2 separate regions of the Zea mays genome follow, and region 1 is linked to region 2. A link is a contact called in public Hi-C data. All regions are on one chromosome and are shown on one strand. The core of a region is the stretch at or near the end of the contact, and the rest is flanking DNA. Distances in the headings are between cores, read along the strand shown. Region 1 holds the start of LOC100283094 (proteasome subunit alpha type 3). Region 2 holds the start of LOC100278701.

Region 1 (5,429 bases), core at 1,648-4,147, 200 kb before region 2:
CAGCCTGTCTTCCCTTCCCCAATGCAGCACCGAAGTATTTCTGGTCAAGTTTGTAATGCCAATAAACATTATGTACTTCAAAATTTCACAAGACTCCTAAAGTGAAAGGCTACTTAAAAACAATGCCATCCATACTGAAAATGAGTGTGCGACTGATGGAAAACAAAATTCAAATAAAACTAATGAGCCTATGGACTCACGTTGATACAACTATGTAATACAGTAACAACTTACGTAGGAAACTCCTGAGGGTTCTATCATGTAGAGCTGTGGCCCATCCCTATCATAACCTCCAAGAATAACACCACAACCAAAAGGCCTGATCAAGAGAAGCCAAGTTAGGGTTTACTACAGTGGCCAAAATAGTGTTTGGTCGATACAAATCATGCCTCCAGTAATCATGGACCACTACTGTTAAATATATTACCTGAGCCACCAGTACAGCGTGCAAAGATGAACATAACTTGCCACACGATCAGCCAATTCCTTCACAGAAATGGGTTCTCCATAGACCCTGGTCCATTAAAATTTTAGAACACATAATAGTCATAAAAAATCTTGCATCAGATGGTCTAAAAGACTAGGTGCTTACTTTTCATAACTGGCAGCTTCTGATTTGGTCCTTGAAACAATTTGCCTGCCATCTGCTGCTAAACCAGCAACAGCCTGCAGATGACAATAAAAGTAATTTGTGAAAACACACATGGTTCATAAAAAATGGCAAATGGAACATGAACCTTTCCAAGAAAAGAATAGGTTATCACCACAAGAAAATTCAAAAGAACAAAGATCTCAATATATACATCTTTAATAGTTTACATCAACAATTGATTATTTAGGAATACAGGTAATAGAGCATGCTTTTAAGATCCTCCTATATTCACCCGTACAGGTTAGAAGGCCAAGGCGGAATTTTAATCCTGCTCCCCTATTTATTTATCAACAGCATGATTTTGCATCAAAGCCACATCATTTTTGGGTCACTTGTAAAGGCATTACCAAGCCAGAGTGACGGTGCACCGAATGGATCCTTCGGTTTGATCCTTCCAGCATCATCTTTGAGGTTACCAGCTTCTCGACACCCTAAAGGACCAACCACCAAATAAGGATCCGATCAAATCCAGACTTGGGCAACTCAGATAACTTTAGCACTGAACCAAAAGAAAAAGATTGAGAAGGACAAATCTTACCAGGACAATGCCATCTTTGCACTTGATCCCAACAATAGTCCTGTTCATAAATACCATGACATCAACAATAACCAAGTAAGATTACATAGAACAGAGAAAAGGGAATAATAAGTGAAGCAAAACACTATAGGAAGTGGGAGGCAGACCCGCTGTTGTCGACGGCCTTGGTGGCATACTCGACCTGGAAGACACGACCATCTGGGGAGAAGGTCGTGACAGACAAATCATAACCTGTGCCTATGCTGCTCATGGTCAAGTTCTTATCTTCACCTCTACACCGCTAGTGAGTAGTAGATCAAGTCCTGAAAGCATAACACCAAAACCTCAGTTAGGTAATCCACACAAAATTCATCAGTACATAAACATATAGGAGTATTTACCATCACACAACACCAAAAAATATTTTTTGAAAACACACCAGGGAAGAGGGACGGAGTGTGGCAGGGGCACAGTGCGGCCAGCCCAGGCGCATGCCCAGGCTTAGGCCTTTGGCGGCCCATGTGGGAGCGGCCCAGATTGAGACGCCAGCGCCTTCGCCAGCATCATGCCGTCAGCCCGCCCTCGCATCCCGCCCAAACCCTAGTGCACCACAGCGGACAGCTGCATCCTGCTCGCCAGCCGGCTCCCTCCTCCTCCCGCACAGGCGCAGCCCCAGCCCTAGCCCCGCCCTCGGCAACCAGCCCCAGCCCCGCCCTCGCTCGCCAGCAGCAGGCCAGTAGCAGCGGCCAGCGGCAGTGCGCAGGCGCAGGTGCACACAGCGCAGCGCCACAGCCCCCACCCTCCGCTTGCGACCTCATGCTTCACCTCGCCAGCAGGCAGCAGCAGCAGCAGCATGTGTGCGGCCACCTGCCAGCCGTCAGTGCCCTCTGCAGTCCACTCAGCCCTTGGAATCCACTCAGCCCTTGGAATCCACTCAGCCCATGGCGCTCGCCCTCTCCAGACGACCAGGGCCACCACTGTGCCAGCACCCTCAAGGCTGAAGGCCTCAACTGTTGAGGTGAGGAACAAGAGTACGAGACTGAATAGTGGAGGACAGGACACATGAGGTCTGTAACTCAGTAACTCTCTATTGTGTGTTCGGACATTCAAATGTTTGATTCAACTAGTGAATCAAATTGAAGTGTTGTTGTTGAATCAAATTATATTGTCGATTCAAATTATACTGTTGAATAGAGACTTTAAGTGAAATTTAGAAGTTTATAATGGTGCCCAGGCTCCGATTTAGGGCTGGCTCCGCCACTGGGGGTGGACAGTCCCGGTAGGGGATATCGGTGGAGTGTAGACTTACGTCAAATAACTTCTTTTTGGCGCGCGCGCACACACACACAAAAACTGTATACGCTCGTAACTAGATCAGATCCGAATACAAATAGCGAAATAGATTAAGTTAGGGTTTAGATGCCCGGTTTCGCAGAGCGGGGCCGGAAGAGAAAGGGTGAGCATACCTGTTGACGGGCGGTCGCCTCCGGCGAAGGATGGAACCGAGGCCTTGCGAAGGGGTCGACGAAGACCTGGTGCACCTGCCGTCGGGCGTCGGCGGTCGCGCAGTTGCCGCACGACGAAGAGAGCCCGCGCGCACAGGGTGTGAACGGAGAAGAGTGATTATTCAATATAGACAGACCATAGTCCGGATCCGGATCGGGTCGGGTCGGGCCTAGATCGAAAGAGAGAAGAAAACATCACTTTTTTTGTTGGCCCGCGCTCGACATGGCCAGTGCGGTGGGCTCAAGTTCAAGCCCACGTCTAACTTGAAACGACTCGATAACCTCTTTTGCCACCGTCATAGTGTGGGTGAGCAGCTGAGAAAAAATCCGTGAAGAACAGTTTCATTTCACGATACTTATCCACCTCTCGATCTTAAAACTATAGAACAATCAGTCACCATTGGTATCGACTTAGCTCAGACAATTAATTGGCTTTGCTAATTGATAGTGTGTTAAATCTAAGTGCACTTTATTTGGTGGATTTAGTTGACTCGTTATAGGTGTGGAGTGATTTAATTGGGCGTGCTTTACAAAGTTTAAACTGCTAGATTATATAACGATATAGATTTATTAGTTTGCACCTCATATTTTCCATTTACTTTAACCATGAGATTATTTTCTCTTCCTCTCATAAACCGATTATAACACCCGATGTTATATACCTGATTAGCAATAGGTTAATATTTTAACATAAACTTATCTAATTATTTTTGTGCGCTTTGTGATGGTATCTTGTTTGTATTAATAAACATGCCAAGTGAAAAGTTATGTTCAATTAGGGTCAACTTAAATCTTTTTTGAGAAAAGACACATCTTTTGTTAATAATCAAAATGTTCATGAACAGAGTTGCTCAAGGTTTTCCAAGAAAAGATTCATCTAGGGTAATCATGACATTAGTAGTTCATTATGATTTAGAATTCCATAAAACAAATGTAAAGATAACATTTACGAATGTAGAGTTGCTAGCTAAAGGTTTTGTCATAAGAGAGAAAAATATGGGATGCCGCCTAAAAAGTCTATTTATGGATTAAAATAAACTTCTAGACGTTGGTACCTTAAGTTTGATGAGATTATAAAATTAGTCAAGGGTGATAAGTTTGCAAATTATAAATGTCCCAAAAATCGGTATGAGAAAAACTAGATGAAGTCAATATTATGTTTCAACTATTGGGAGCATTATGTATGCTTAAACTTGTACTTGTCCACACCTAGAATGTACAATCGGAATGCTTGACAAATATCAAGTAAATCTAGGCACAGAACACTGGAAAAAGTAGTTAAGAAGGCCATTAGATATTTACAAAAAAGACCCTAGATGATGTTGATATATTGAATTCCACTTCTAGGCAGATTATGTTGATACATTGGATTCCACTTCTCAATATTTCACGCTTGCTAGTGAAACATTTCATGGAAAAATTGCGACAGTCATTGTATCAACGATAATGCAAGATAAGTTTGTGGCAGCATAGAAGCAACTAGTCAAGCGATGTGAGTAAATATATTTATAATCAGATTATGAGTGGTTGATAGGGAGGGGTGTTGTAAGTTCCCCTCATTCTAGCCCTCTCGGTTTAGTCATGGTATGATCCTACATTCGTTCAGAGTAGGGATATTCATCGGATATCCGACTCGTCGGGTATGGGTTTGAACACAAAATTTGACCAGCAGGTCTTATCCCGTACCTGACTCGTAATAAAATCGGGTCACGTATGGATTTGATTTCTTACCCGCGGGTACCCGACGGGTATTCGAAAATAGTGATTTTAGGTTTTCAACCCACCAGTACGCTAGCTAGTCGTCCATCCTTAGCAGCTCATCCTACCGCCATCCCTCCTTGTCTGCTGATGCTTCTGATCTGGTTCTTGCTTTGTTGCAGGTGAGTGCGGCAAAGATCAAAAGCAGAATGCCCGAATGATCAACAAGCAGGTGTAATACATCCAAAGGGATCGATCAAACATAGACAGAATTTGTCTACACCGCTACATGCGGGACAAAACTACTAGTGCCGATAAATTATGACATCTACAGGCATTACATTGATCAATAAGCATTTGATAAAGTGCCAGTACGGAGTACTAGTGCTAGCTACTCGAGCTAGGAGAGTGTTAATACTCCAGACGGCTGTGCTAGCTACTCTCTGATCACGATGAGTTGGAAGTTTATTACCAAAAAACATTAGCAACACACGTCTAGGGCTATATCTGCATGACTGCATTGTGCAACAATATTATGTGTCTCTAGTGATCACGGTGATGTGTGACGCTCAGAACTGCACTAGATTTCATTTTGAGAGAATGCACCAAGCTCAGGGGCGGATCCAAGGGGTGGGCAAGGTGGGCTATGGCCTCATCTCAATTTTCGAACCCCTTATACCTAGATTTAGGTACACAATAAAATAAACAAACTTTTATATAGTAAGTACGGACAAATCTAATGAAAACTAGGTTTTAATCTATTTTTCTCTCGATGCTTCACTGCTTAGTCCACTCTCCACCTGAGCCATTCGATTCTCTTCCCTAGTGTAAGCCCACTCGTGGCTCACTCACTTATTAGGTCATCGATTGACTGGTTAGTCGGTGACCTAACTCGCCCGCTACATCGCCACCTTGCCTCCTCATTACTCGTCAGCTCGTCGCCTCGTCGAGATCCTGCATGCAATACTTTGCCTTCTAGTTCGCACTTGAAAGGGAAATGTCCCCTTGGGCCATTTCTATAATTGTTTTGGTGATTAAGTGTCCAACACAAATGTTT
Region 2 (5,398 bases), core at 1,549-4,048:
GACCTGATGACGAGGGGCACCAGGGAGTCGACGAAGTCCAGCGTCCGGTTCTGGAAGAAGGGGTGGTTGTAGTCGTTGGCGCCGATCTCGCCCACCAGGAACAGCGAGCTCGCCATGATCTCCCGACGCTCTGCGTGCAGTGCGTGCGTGCAGGCACAGTAATTCCGGTAGTGACAGTGCCGATGAACAGTGAACTCGAAACAGCACGTCTACTGGGAGTGGGACGAACCGCGTGGATCGCGTGTTGTTTGTGTCCTTGGTTGGCGACAAATTAACGACCACATTATTCTACCCTAACCCTACCCATTGCCCAACGTAGAATATATATGTCATAATCAGGTTAATAAATAGTAATATCTACAAAAATATAGTATGCGCACAACAGGGTAAGATGTCCTAATCAGGATAATATATATATATATATATATATATATATATATATATATATATATATATATATATATATATATATATATATATATATATATATATATATATATATATATATAGCACTACGAACGAGAAGCATGATTATTATGTGTGCTGTCACTGTCTTTGGAGAGCGATGACGACAGCGCATGTTTATACTAGCTAATTAATTTATATGATACTACCTCCGTTCTTCATTCTATTTTAGAAGGTTTGATTAAACATGACACACGGCCATATCTTTTAAGTTATACTTTAATCATTTATTTATATTATATAGATTCGAAGTTATAGTTCAAACATCTAATTATATTATATATATACATCTATTGTAATTGTATAATACGTATAATTATAAATTAAATATATCGGCCCTTAATTATAATAGTTTAAATATATTAGCTAGACTAATGATTAACTATTTTAAACTTTGAATCTTCATATCTGTGTCCGGCCGTCTCATATGTATTAGAAGAGAATGGATGAAGTAATATATATATATATATATATATATATATATATATATATATATATATATATATATATATATATATATATATATATATATATATAAGAATTGAAGGAAGAAACTCTACAATAATTTCATCATATAAGGCAACGGCACCTTAAAATTTATAGGTTTCCTAGGAGACTGTTTTTTAAGAAAAAAATGCATATCTATGTTAGAGAGAAATGTATTTTTTCTAGAAGCCACAGAGCTGGATTCATCCACAGTTATGTATGTAGTACGTGGTAATTGCTGGCTATATGTACGTATACACGCATACCGTGCTCGTTGGAGGCGAGCATGGCGAGCACCTTCTTGAACCAGCCGATCTGCACGCCGAGGGAGTAGGGCGTGATGCCGTTGACGTTGAGGCCGTGCTTCTTGAACAGCAGCTGGTTGAGCGCCGTGCCGCTGGCCACCGCGAAGTTAGCGCCGTGCCGGAAGTCGTCCTTGCTCTTCCCGTCCAGGTACGGCGGCCAGCGCGGGTACCCCAGCCGCTCAACTGCACATGCGCAGGGACACGCGCGAAGCAGATACAACACATACACTACAGTCAGTGGGCAGTGGCACGTGCACATCTAGCGGTCGATCGGCGCTCCTCGTTCGATCGCACACGTACCAATGAAGTCAACGATGAGGCGGCCGTCGGACCAGCGGCCGGTGGGGCGGTGGAAGAAGGTCTCGCCGTGGAGTAGCGGATGAAGTTGCCCGTGTCGATGAGCGAGTCGCCGAACGCGAAGAAATGGCTGTAGCAGCCGCCGCCGTGGTACGGCCGTGTCGCTGCCGCAGCAGGAGACACGGGCACTGTCGACGCCGCCGCCGCCACCACCAGGAAGGCAGCCGCGATGAGCAGCTGCTCCAGCGTCGACACCATACCGGCCGTGTAGACGACGATACTATACGATAGAGCCAGCTAACGAATGATTGATTATATATGTAGCGTACGCGTTTAGGCTGCTACTACCTCCAAGCATGGCTCTAGTATCATCGCGGCTACCTGCAGATTCTGATTACTATAATCCCATCAGCTCGTCTGCATGGATCTCGTGCGAATATTATCTTGTTTTAGGAGATTTTTGAAGCTTAGCGGGTCGGTGAAGTTGAAGATCAGATGGGGAGCTAGCTGGGCTGGGCCTGGGCGCCCACACGAGGTGCGCATGCAGAGAGATAGAGTCAACTGTTTAATTTGCACGGTCGCGGACGGGCAATGGTTTTATGCTCCCCTCTAAGCTAGGCTCTGACCGATCTGAGTGTTAAGAAACCCAACCCTAAGATTTGGTAGGCTCATACCGAATATGTAGAGCTTGTACTCCTCATATGATATATATAAAAGAAAGATTTTGAAGGCCTAATACTAAAAATCTTGTGTCTCGTGTATTCTCTGTCGCGTTTTGGGGACGGGAGATAAGTCTTGTTCAATTTCTTGGTCTCATATACTGATGAAAGAGAAGAGAGCGGATCTAATGATCCATGGTAACATAGTTACTCATCACTACGCACACCGTATGCTAATTGCAACCCAAAAAAAAACATACGCACGCGCGCATACACACACATCCAATCACTGTTCCCAAGTGTTTTTGGTAATCACTGCTTACCCCTTAATTACATACGGATATATCTTGTGTACAAGCATCCCATCTAAATCTAACTGTCATTGCTAGTTTACGTTTCACCTATTTCATCTAAAATCTAGTATGATATTAGTTAAATATAAAACATCAGTTACTATTACATTTTAATTGATTTGTATGTTTATGTTAAATAATCGATTGTTCACGATACATCCCTAGTTACATTACATCGAGTGAAACGCGACCATTGTTACTAACAGCACTGGTGATCTCCCGGCAAGAAGCTGACGGCCCGCTGGCCTTAGATGTATTGGGCCCACTGGCCTCACAGGTCATATCCGGCCCATGTGGTAAGACTCGAAAGCTCGAAGCGAAGCCTCCCTGACTACAGAGAACCGGAGGACTGAGGAGGAGGAGGAGACGTCACGCCTGCGCGGCTGCGCCCACCATGGACGAGGAGGAGTTCCGGCGCATGCTCGACCTCTTCCCGGTCGTCCGCTCCCGAGACTACTGCTGCGTAAACCTCCTCCTCCTCCTCCTCCTCCAGCCCTCGTACCCCTCTCCTTTTTCCGTCTGCCTGTGCCGCTAAGTCCCGGGCTCTGATTTGGGGACCTCCCGAAGTTCCATGGAGCCGCGATCTGTGGCTTGGAAGCGTAGAACTCGATTGGGAATTCGGGGTAGCATAGAACAATCTGCCTTTCTACCGGTTCCAGTGATCGGATCTCCTGTTGCCACACACATTTGCTGGTATAGTGCAGCTCCGGGTTTCGAAATCAACTTGATGTTTGTTTGCAGAAGTGGTTGCGGTAGAGGCCCATGTAGCCTTTGGGGGATATATAAAAAGATGATGGCACATTAGCATCCTTTGACGGAATTTACGTTACTCCTTTTGAAGGATGCAGTACTACAAACAACGAAGAAAGAAAAACATATCCATGTTCCCTGAACAGACTAGTTTTTCTCCCCTTCTTTTGGGTAAAGGGGACTGCCCATTTTCTCCCTTTATTAACGAAGAAAGGCCCTGTAGAATGGGAAGGATACATATCCTAATAGACCTTCCCGACAATTGCTGGGAATGCTTCTAAAACGGGGTTCCAGGTTTAGTCTATTGCTCCCAGCCCCTCAAAATAAGCAGGCTAATATTAGTCTTATACTGAGCAGGCTGCTGTTGGCCTCTTAAAGTGGGGCAAATATTAGTGACAAACTTTCAGGTAGAGCGTGACAAAGTCGTCGTCATCTCTGTATTGACCTACACATAGTCCTGCAATGTCATGAATGTCTGTTTCTATTTGAGTCCAAGGTTTGTGGTTGCGAGAGTATTAAATGGGGGCATGGCCGAAGGGGACAGTGGCTGCGCATTTATCTAAATAGAAAAGCGGGTTGAACCAGAACAAAGAGCAATGTGTTTGATATGGAATCATAAGGAATCGTATTAGATGTCCCTTTGCAGAAGTAACCGAATAAACATGGTTAGTACTTATTTCCTGTTTTCAGACCTGTTGAGCATGAACTGATGCAAACCATTTTTTTTGTGTGTGCCAAATGTAGTCCGATCTTGGAACATCCAGCAGAGGAACCAGACAGCGATCACGAGTTCAGGTGTGTTTGATTTAGTTATCTTGGTGCTTCCTGACTAGACTATTGCTAATGAAGATATTGCTTGCAGGAGGCAACTAAGGGCGATAATAAGGACTCGTCCGGTGGACGAGGTATGTCAGCCGATAGTTTGTTGTTCATCTCAAGGAATTTAGATTAGAATACCATTACTAAACCTAAAATTGCCATGTGCAACTGTGTCCTTATTTTTGAAACCTATCCCCAATTGTTATTGCTGTAGAGGCAAAGGCTGATGCACCCTTCATCCCTGTTCAATTGATTCCAAGGGGAAGTTATTCATGATCTGGGGTATCAATTAGACTTGGGACTTCAGCATGTCACCTGACTGTAATATGTCATATCCACAACATAACAACAAGTCAACAAAGCCTTTCAGTCCCAATTAAGTTGGAATAGGTTAGAGTTAAAAAACCAGCAGATACCACAAGTTAAAGTTTAGGCACATGTATGGCTGTTTAATACACTCCTATTCAATGCTAAATCTTTTCCTATTGAAGGCTAAATCTTTAGGTATATTTCATTATTTCATGTCTCCTTTTACTGTCTCTTCCAATGTCAACTTCGGACTTCCTCTGTCTCTCTTCCCATCGCTATCACGTCTTAGGATCCCACTACGCACTGGTGTCTTTGGTCTTTGGAGGTCTCCGTTGGACATGTCCAAACTTTCTCAACCGGTGTTGGAAAAACTTTTCTTCAATTGGTGCTATCCCTAGCTATCATGTATATCATCGTTCTAGGCTCGATCCCTTCTTGGACATAAATCCAACACAACATACACATTTCCGTAACACTTATCTTCTGAACATGTCATCTTTTTATAGGCCAACATTCTGCACCATAGAACATAGTAGGTCTAATCATCGTCCTATAAAACTTGCCTATTAACTTATGTGGTACCCTCTTGTCATACAAAATGCCAGATGTTTGATGCCACTTTATCCATCCTACTTTGATTCTATGGCTAACATTTTCATCAATATCCTCGTCTCTCTCGAGCATTGATCTTAAATATTGAAAGCTATCCATCCTAGGCACTAATTGACCTTCCAAACTAACATATCCTTCCTCATGTGTAGTAGTGTCGCAATCACATCTCATATATTCTATTTTAGTTCTACTAAGTATAAAATCTTTGGATTCTAGAGTTTCCGCCACAACTCTAGTTTTCTATTTACTCCTACCCGACTTTTATCAACTAGCAACTACATTGTCCACAAAAAAACATACATCAAGGGATATCTCCTTGTATGCCATAGCGAAATAGAGTAGT

Evidence for each region. Hi-C and Micro-C count contacts between places; a contact is called where the count stands out from the background.
Region 1: a contact with region 2 is called in a Hi-C map of endosperm, with 2.5 times the contacts expected there. The contact joins the promoter of LOC100283094 here to the promoter of LOC100278701 in region 2. A contact is called at or near these places in 5 of 25 Hi-C or Micro-C datasets (bundle sheath, ear, endosperm and 2 more).

The regions. Positions count from the first base shown.
Region 1 is chr7:178,599,066-178,604,494 of Zm-B73-REFERENCE-NAM-5.0, reverse strand. It overlaps LOC100283094 (proteasome subunit alpha type 3), which reads right to left and starts at 2,897. Exons shown (of 11, transcript NM_001155996.2): 1 at 2,636-2,897; 2 at 1,337-1,492; 3 at 1,191-1,230; 4 at 1,000-1,083; 5 at 593-666; 6 at 428-514; 7 at 235-319; 8 at 1-40. The coding sequence starts at 1,440.
Region 2 is chr7:178,399,608-178,405,005 of Zm-B73-REFERENCE-NAM-5.0, reverse strand. LOC100278701 reads left to right here and starts at 2,798. Exons shown (of 6, transcript NM_001326429.1): 1 at 2,798-3,028; 2 at 4,060-4,110; 3 at 4,178-4,220. The coding sequence starts at 2,960. It also overlaps the pseudogene LOC103633490.